Regions from separate parts of the Lactuca sativa genome. Here region 2 is linked to region 1. A link is a contact called in public Hi-C data. All regions are on one chromosome and are shown on one strand. The core of a region is the stretch at or near the end of the contact, and the rest is flanking DNA. Distances in the headings are between cores, read along the strand shown. Region 1 holds the start of LOC111885463 (VQ motif-containing protein 22). Region 2 holds the start of LOC111885457 (polyadenylate-binding protein-interacting protein 12).

What was found. Hi-C and Micro-C count contacts between places; a contact is called where the count stands out from the background.
Region 2: a contact with region 1 is called in a Hi-C map of leaf, with 2.7 times the contacts expected there. The contact joins the promoter of LOC111885457 here to the promoter of LOC111885463 in region 1. A contact is called at or near these places in 2 of 4 Hi-C or Micro-C datasets (both in leaf).

The regions. Positions count from the first base shown.
Region 1 is chr5:171,009,583-171,014,182 of Lsat_Salinas_v11, forward strand. LOC111885463 (VQ motif-containing protein 22) reads right to left here and starts at 2,469. Exons shown (of 1, transcript XM_023881721.3): 1 at 1,531-2,469. The coding sequence starts at 2,412. The coding sequence ends at 1,825.
Region 2 is chr5:171,146,820-171,151,419 of Lsat_Salinas_v11, forward strand. LOC111885457 (polyadenylate-binding protein-interacting protein 12) reads left to right here and starts at 2,013. Exons shown (of 10, transcript XM_042902637.2): 1 at 2,013-2,335; 2 at 2,454-2,990; 3 at 3,084-3,191; 4 at 3,272-3,389; 5 at 3,479-3,591; 6 at 3,698-3,757; 7 at 3,842-3,889; 8 at 3,983-4,051. The coding sequence starts at 2,508.

The sequences.
Region 1 (4,600 bases), core at 1,219-3,718:
CACATTTGAAACTTAGAAAAAGAGAACATTGATAATATATGTGAGTGTTGGTTTGTTTTATGTATTTTTTTTCTATATTCATAACAAAGTTGATTTAATAGGCTTCAATCTATTTTGTGTGTTGGTTGGTTCTATGGATTCGATTTATTTCATATTCCATCAATGATTTGTATAGGTTGTAAGAGAATTTTAAAAATGTTCTAATTTGTTTTAAAAATGGTTCTAAAAATATTGTAGAAAACAGTATAAAAACCATATAAAATATTAATAAAGATAAAAAAAAAAGTATAAAAAATTTTCTACGAAAATATTTAAAAAGTTGAAAAAAAAAGTTATAATCTTTTTTATAGAAAGTTAAAAAAAAAAAAAAAAAAAAAAAAAAAAAAAAAAAAGTAGTAAGAAGGTATTTAAAAAAATAAATAAAAAAAAAAAAACTAATTTTGGGTCGATTTATAAAAGAAAAAAGTTTGATAAGTCGACAAAAATCCTAACTATTTTTAAAACTCTGACAAAAAAAAAAGTATAAAATTTATTCCATGTACGAATTTAGTCATTCAACTTTTTGATACATATCTGAAAATTCTATAATACTATAAGATAATAACGATATTTTATGATAAACAAGTTTTTAGCTATAATATGTATATAAAAAATATAAATAATTATGTGTAATCGGAATAAAGTTTATTATTTATATAAGTTATTAATTAAAATAAACTATCTCGTGTTTATATTTGTATTACTTATGAAATATCTTTTTCCTCGGTCTAATGTGAACGTGCCTTCGAATGACCGCTCGTTTCCGACAAAAAACTTTTGTTACTTGATTGATGAGAAAAGCATAAAAAAGCTATGAAAATATAATTAGTAAAAACCGACCAAATCTAAACACATACCGACAAAATATTCGAAAGATTTTTAATATAAATAAAATCAAATATTAAAAAAAAAAAAAAAAAAAAAAGAGATACTCCTTTTTTACGTTTGTTGTGAAGATTTATATATCATAATTAGAGTAAATTACAAAATGGCCCCTATGACTATATCAGAAATTAAAAGTCCAGTCCAAAATTTCATATTGTCACAAAGTCGTCCATGAATTTGAATTTCGTTGCAGATAAGGTCCTTAACAAACAAAACTACAAAACTTAAGGAGATCATATATGCAACAAAAAGTGCAATTAAAGTCAAGGACGATATTGAGACAATTGCAAAACATGAAATAGATTTGCAAATTTGAGTAAAATAAGAAGAAAATTTGCAATGTTATCTTGTCTTTTATATTCTCGGAGTTACATATATTAGCAAAATTAACAATCATTCTGAAGGGAAAAAACATTTTGCATGCCATTGGTTTATGATTAAATTATTCTTTAAAGCCTTTAGTCGCCTTTAAAGAAAAACGTACGTAAGCATGAAGGTAAAAATTATTTAAATACATATTTTCGAAGATACTTGCCTAATTTATAGTGTTCAACCAATTTTTTCATCAACAGAAATCCACTATAAAAATATAATGGCTACTGTTAGTAAACAAATGACAAAGTTTAACATTATGATGTATAATTATATTAACTTCTATCCAAACTAGAAGCAAATGAGAAATAATATAACGATATATATTTACAATGGTTGATCCATAAGCTAAGTTAGCAACTAGAACTGAAGAAAAGTTTCAAATAATTTGAGTATACATTAAGATAGATTTAAACCACGTAACTTTATTCGACTAAAGTCGAAAAAGGAACTAGTGCAAAGATCGAGAACTCTATAATTTTTATTCTTGTAATTATACTTTGATCATAACATATGATTCTTCTCTCCTTACCAATTATAAGATCCACTCTGTCTAAACTCCATATGTTCATCACCACCATCGTTAGCTGTGGTACTTCCACCATCCTCCACCGTCATCGTGAAATACTGTTGGCTTTGTGGTTGCCGGAACTGCACGTTATAGCCATCATTAGGACGCAGCGCAACCCCCGGGCTACTTGATCGAATCCCATCAGTGAAACTATATGTATTATTGTTGTAAGTGTTCAACAACTGATGAGAAGAAGTAACGGATGACTCGTTTGATAGATATGGAGTGGAAGTTACATCGCCGCCGGTGTTGCCGCCACCAGTGAAGCGTTGGACCATGGCACGAAAGTTGGTGGCGTCGGTGTTGAGTAAGGTGGTTGGAGTTCTTCTTGAAGCTCTTGATCGTCTTCGACTATTTGTAGGTCGTGTTACCTTGCTGAGCTGATTAGAGACACCGGTGTTGTTGTTGCTGGTGGTGGTGGTGGTGTTGGTGACCACCGTCGCATCAGTGGCGGCGTCACCGGACCAGCTTTGTACTGTTGTGGGTTGGTTGTTTTCGTAGAATTGAAGCCATTGATTGTTGGAACTTGACATGGTTCCGCTCATATCATCAAAGGAAAGCGAAGAAAGAGAGAGGGAGTATAAAAAAGGATTGAAATTGTGGATATGATTTCGATGATTTGAAAAGAATATAATGAGTTGGATATTTGGTCGTTGGTCAAATTATGGACTTTTCCTACTAAGGGGAGGTCGTGCCACGTGGGGTTCGATGTCGAAAGTGGAGTAGACTTTGGGATGTTAGAGCGGGAAGTTCATTTACACCCAAGAGGGGTTCTTGGAAACAACCATCTAAATGCATAATTGTTGACTTGTTCGTACCTCGTTATATGTTTATACTTTCCCCAACTAATCTAACATCTTGTTTTGGAGTTCATTTTAGGAGTTGAAGGGTAAAAACTATCAAGAAAAATATGTTTATCTGTTTCTTTTATTAAGGATAGAAAGCGAAGGTATAGAAATGGAGCAGAGTATGGTGGAATGAAAGAAAGTTAGGCCTGACAATCATATCGTGTTTGGGTTGCCGTGTTGCGGGTTGGTGGGTTGGTGGATCAAAATATGTCAACCCTAACACGACTCATTTAAATATACATGTCATGGGTTGACGGGTTTAAAACATAAACCCATATATAACCCGTCAACCCATTTATTTATACAGGTTCATATGTTGGCGGGTTCATGGATCAGATTTGGATTCGTGGGTTAGATTTCATAAATAAAATTAATAATTAAACATGAATAATTATTGATGGTTGATGCAAACATACAGTAACATTGATATAAAAGATACACTGATACAAAATTTAATGTTCAAAATTTCTGGGTTGTTATCACTTTTTGATTAAAAACCAACGTTACACATCAATTTCCTGTTCAAAATTTAAGTTTTCTTAGTCATGTGTTTGTGTTATCAGCCTACCAGGTCATCGACAATCTCACTTCTCACAATCCTATTATAATCACTCATACACACTTCTCCTACAAATTAAAAACCAAATCTGTAAGAAACTAAGGAACTGCATCTTGTAATCGGAAAACTACACCAAAATAACAACTTAAGAAACATACGAGAAGATTGTATTGGCGACTCACGTTAAGGGCTTCAATGCTTCAACCTTCACGCGTCAACATCGTTTGTGATTTCGATGCACGATTTGATTTCGATACCTGATTTCGATCACAAAGTACCAGAGGGGAGAGTGGGACTATGGGAGACCGGAAGATGGAGATACACTCATATGCGACTTGATTTTTAGATTATTATTTAGCGCAAATGGGCAAAATGGTTACAGACTTATCCTTACATGTTACGACTTACGACATTAGGTCATTCACCACGAGTCAAAATGTCAAAAGAGTTAAATGGTCTATGAATGAATAGTATATATTATATAATACTTATTAAATATTAATACTTGATACATAAATTCATTTATAAATAAAATAATTTTTTTATTGAATATATAAACGGGTTGACGGTCAACCTGTTAATTTTTTGAGAAACTCATATATGACCCGTTTAATAAACGGGTTGGTGGGTTGACGGGTTAACGGATTGGCGGGTTGAAAAACTCAACTCAAACCCATTTATTTCGTGTCGTGTCGAGAATTGTCAGAGCTAAAGAAATTTAAGAAAACATCAAATGTGTTTTACAAATATTTGTTTTTACAAAGATTTTGTTTAATTAAAAGATGGTTGGGGAATGAGTAAAAAAGGATCAAATCCATCCCTCTAATTTTAACAATAAAGGTTGTGCTATAAATATTCCCTTTAATCATATTTACCCCCAAAAAATAAATCACATCAACTTTTTGATTTGACATCTTTTTTTTTCTTTTTTTTCTTTTGTTTTTTTTCCTATTTTGTTTTTGGTATTATTAATTCTTTTTAAATTTATATTATTATTATTATTATTATTATTATTATTATTATTATTATAAATTTCACATAAAATTTTAACATTCAGAAGACATTATAAATTCGAAAGACTATATAAAATCGGTTTTTAAATATTTTTTATATTTTAATATAAATACTATTACTGTTATTATTATTATAAATTTCAAACAATATTTTATAAACCGGGCATTATAAATTCGAACGGCTATATAAAATCGGAAACATTGTATAGTGCTCGACTAAATGTTTTCAATTCGCATAACGCACCACACAATTGTAATATTGTACCAATTAATATCTGTAATTAATAAGGACAAACTTTGCTTTGGTTCCGAT
Region 2 (4,600 bases), core at 763-3,262, 140 kb after region 1:
AAAAACACATTCTCAAAGGAAAACTGAGGTAAAGGGACGAAATGAGACTCTAGAGGCTAATTAGGGTTTAGTCACAATGACTTAAGGATGTTTAAATATGTGTCAAGTTAGAAATTTAGGGTTTTGCTCTTCTGTCGTGTACGCCCAGCGTACATGGCCACCCTCCACGATCATCCATCCTTAGTACGCCATGCATACTCCTTAAGTACGCCCATTGTACTTAAGGGACCATTATGTTATACTTTTTTCATTTAAAGGGTACAAAGGGTATTTACCTGATTTGTAGTGTTACACGTTTAATATGAAATAAGTGTTTGTTTATATTTTTTTTTAAATATGTGTTTGTATACAAACATATTTATAATAAAATAGGTGTTTGTATAGATTTTTTTTGTAAAATATATGTTTGTATACATTTTTTTTTTATAAAACGAATTTGTATATATTTATGTACTTTATAAATACCTATTTTTTAAAATAGGTATTTCGTATACAAAAAAAATTATATTGAAAAATAAGATTTTTTCTATGAAAATATGTTTTTTTTATATAAATATGATTTTTTTTAAAAGAAAAACATATTTAAATTTTTTATTTTGAGAAAAAAAAGTTATAAAAAAAAACTAAAGTTAGGACGAAATCATAACAAAATTATGAAATTTAGCCAAAACGGTAAAAAATTTATCAAATTTGTAATAAAAATTTAAAATCCGGGCCAAAATATAAATTTTAGACTAAAATTGTAGTAATATTTCATAGCTGGGCCAAAAGTGTAATTTTTGAAAGTTAGATAACCTGCTGACTAGATAAAAAAGTTAAATTAAATACGAATACTGATTTTTAGAACTTAATTGAATAAAAAATATTTATAAAGAGTAAATATATTACAAGTCTTTTACGGTTTCCCTTTACATAATACCCATTATACGATTACATGTATAGTTAGTTGCGGAGAATAATAGGTTGGGATAATGACTTGATAGGGTAAGATATTTTTTGAAATGTACACATTTAGTCTTTATTCTTTTTTTTTTGTAAAATAAACCCTTATACTTTATTAATATGTACACATTATGTCATTTTCACCGGATTCTACAAATTTAACTGACGTATAAGGGTTTATTTTACAAAAAAAAAGAATAAGGACTAAATGTGTACATTTCAAAAAGTATCTTACCCTATCAAGTCATTTTCCCTTTCTTTTATTTTGTTGAAATGAAATACCTAGATGACATCCACATATCCACAACGAGATTTTTCTAACTTTTATTCATCATGAAAAAGAGGGAGAACCCCGATCTCCGGCGATTCCTTTGTGTGTTCCTACACATCACTGGTAGCAAGGAGGAATGATGACAAAAACAACAAGGTCGAAGGGGGAAGCAGGAGGAAGTAGAGACGGTAGTTGGCGGCGAAGAGCTGCTCTGGTAGCCCCCTCGTCGATTATTTCTTCTTTTTCTGGCAACATTTCTCAAAGATGGAGGCAAAGAGAGACACATCGGAGAAACACAATAGGTAAAGGGTGTTTGGCTGTTGCTGTTCGACCGGAAGGAAGAGAGACGAGAAAGAGAAGGGTCGCCGCACTTTTCTTGTTGCTGGAGGATCACCCACCTCCGGTGACTAAGCTAATTAATTGCTATTTAGTGCCACTTGTGCTTCCGCATCAGCAAAACCTGTAGAATCCGGTGAAAATGACCTAATATGTACATATTAATAAAGTATAAGGGTTTATTTTACAAAAAAAAAAATAAGGACTAAATGTGTAGAATTCAAAAAATATCTTACCCTATCAAGTCATTTTTCCTAAAAGAAAATTCGTATATGACCGGTATACCGGGTATAACCAGTCACAAGGATTACATTTTTACAAAAAATAAAGTATAAGGGTTTATTTTACGAAAAAAAATAATAATGACTAAATATGTACATTTCAAAAAAAATCACTTCCGCTTGTAGTTTTTGTTTTGTACACATATTATAACCTTAATTTATATGGTATTTATGTTTTTGGATGTTGTGCCACTGAGGGTGCATACTCCAAAAAGTGGTGTGCTCAAACGGACGATCCGAAGAAGACACCTCTCTCCTCTCACTCTCTTTCTTTCTCTCACTCTAGAACCTTCATGGTTAGGTTGATGAATTCCTCACCTCTTTCTCCTCTTCTCTCTTTGCAGCATAACGAAATGGTATTATGTTAATAAAGAACCAAAAGCTATGCTCTTTATGCCCCCTTTCTGTAAAATTTTCTAACTAATTTATAATTAAATAATCTCTCGACGGCGATCTATGAGCTGAATTCGATCGATGAGTAGTTTCATCTGTACTCCTCAATCAGGTAATCTCTTCTTTGATTGCTTTAGAATTGAATTGGGTCAGATTATTACTGTAATTTTGAATTGTTTTTCTCGAAATCAATTTTCGGATTGGATCGATAAAATCAACTAAATTTGCAGAAGAATAAAAATCCCCTTTTCAGTCTAGTGTCAGTTACTGAGCCGATCGATATTATGGCTGTTGTTGAGAATGGTGGGTCGAACAGTCATGTCGAACCAAACGATGTTGATCAGTCAAAATCATTGATTTCTAAATCAAGGTCAAGTGATCAGCATCAGAGTTCCGATCAGCAGAAGACGACACCACCTAATGGAAATGGTAGTCTGGCATACAATAACGGTGTCTCAAACAATCATCATCAGCATCAGATGACTACGAATGGCGTTGATCATCATAATCAGGAAGACGAAGAAGAAGAAGAAGAAGAGGGTTTTAAAAAAGAAATGCGTGATTTAGCTGAAATGCTATCAAAATTGAACCCTATGGCTGCAGAATTCGTACCCCCTTCACTCTCCAACAACCATCCTAGGCCCCTTCTCGTTCCACCATCTCCTACTTCTCACTTTGGTTATGCCGCCATCAACAATTTCCTTCTCCAAACTAACACTACACCAGCTTTCACCAACGCCAATTCCAATGGAGCTTCTACTAGACGGGTATACCCAAATCATCATCCCTAATTCTCTCTGTTGTGTATTTCTCTTTCTGGTGTTGATTCTTGTGAGGATTTTAATGGTTATGGATAGAAGAAGAGTAACTTTAGTCATGGGAAACGAAGGATGAATAGCCGAACTAGCTTGGCACAAAGAGAAGACGTCATTAAAAGGACTGTTTATGTGTCTGATATTGATCATCAGGTACTTGTTTAACTTTAATTTCATTCTTGCTTTGATTCCCATTAGTAAAAAGCTTTAATCTTTCTTTCCTCTTGATTTAGGTTACTGAAGAACAACTTGCAGCTCTCTTCATTGGTTGTGGACAGGTTGTAGATTGTCGTGTATGTGGTGATCCAAATTCTGTTCTTCGGTTTGCCTTTATAGAGTTCACAGATGAGGGTATGTCAATATAAGTTCACAAACTTTTATTAAACAAAATGTTTATTTATTCATTTAGATACATTGAATTGTGTATTTTGTGATTGCAGAAGGTGCAAGGAATGCATTGACTTTAGGTGGAACTATGCTTGGATATTATCCAGTTAGAGTATTGCCTTCAAAAACTGCAATTGCACCAGTAAATCCTACTTTTTTGCCTCGGGTGAGATTCTTTAACTTATATTTGTGATTTTTGAAAATGGAATAAGCTTTGGATATGTGGTTTTGAACTTTTGTTGATGCAAATATCATTTCTAATTTTGTTTTAGTCTGAAGATGAGAGAGAAATGTGTGCAAGAACTATCTATTGTACTAACATTGATAAGAAGGTAAGGTAGTTGAAAACCTTTCATTCCATTGTAAAATGTAAAGGACAGACAAGGATATTATGTGATATATTTTATTTAAAACAGGTCACACAGGCTGATGTCAAACTCTTTTTTGAATCACTTTGTGGCGAGGTTTGTAATTATTCACTTATGAAAATTACAAAGCTATTTAATTATTGAATTATTGTTAACTATATATATGTTATGAAATTTCTCATTTCATAGGTGTATCGCTTAAGGTTGCTTGGTGATTATCATCATTCAACTCGTATTGCATTTGTGGAGTTTGTTATGGTAATTTTCTAAGCTTTTTTATGTAGTTGTTTTGATCCTCTATAAGATATGCAATTTCTATGTTTTAAAACCATGAGTATATAATCAAATCATTTAGGAGATATGGTTAATCTCAAGTATAGAGTAGAACTTGGAGATTGGCATAATGGGAATTTGAACTTTGAATTCATATCTATTATTGATGGAAATAGTTTTTTGTATATTTGGATGGGGTTAATGTCCACAAGCCCCAAATGGAATATTTTTCTGTATATTTTTAAATATTATTTAATAGCGTATAGTTATTATGATTATTATTATTGGTTTGTTATGAAGTTTTGTTCTATTTATTCCTTAGAAAATCTTCTTATTGTCTTAATGAGGCTTTAGTCTCATGTTTTTTGCATGATCTATAGGATAAAATAGCAATTATTAAGAAAAAAAAGGGTCTTAATTTTTTCCCCAAATTAATAGCTTAATGGATAAATGATGTATAAAAAATGTTCTAGAAACCGACGGCCCACTTGGGATTTCGGAAAAACTCAAAGTGGGAATTTTTTTTTTAAAAAA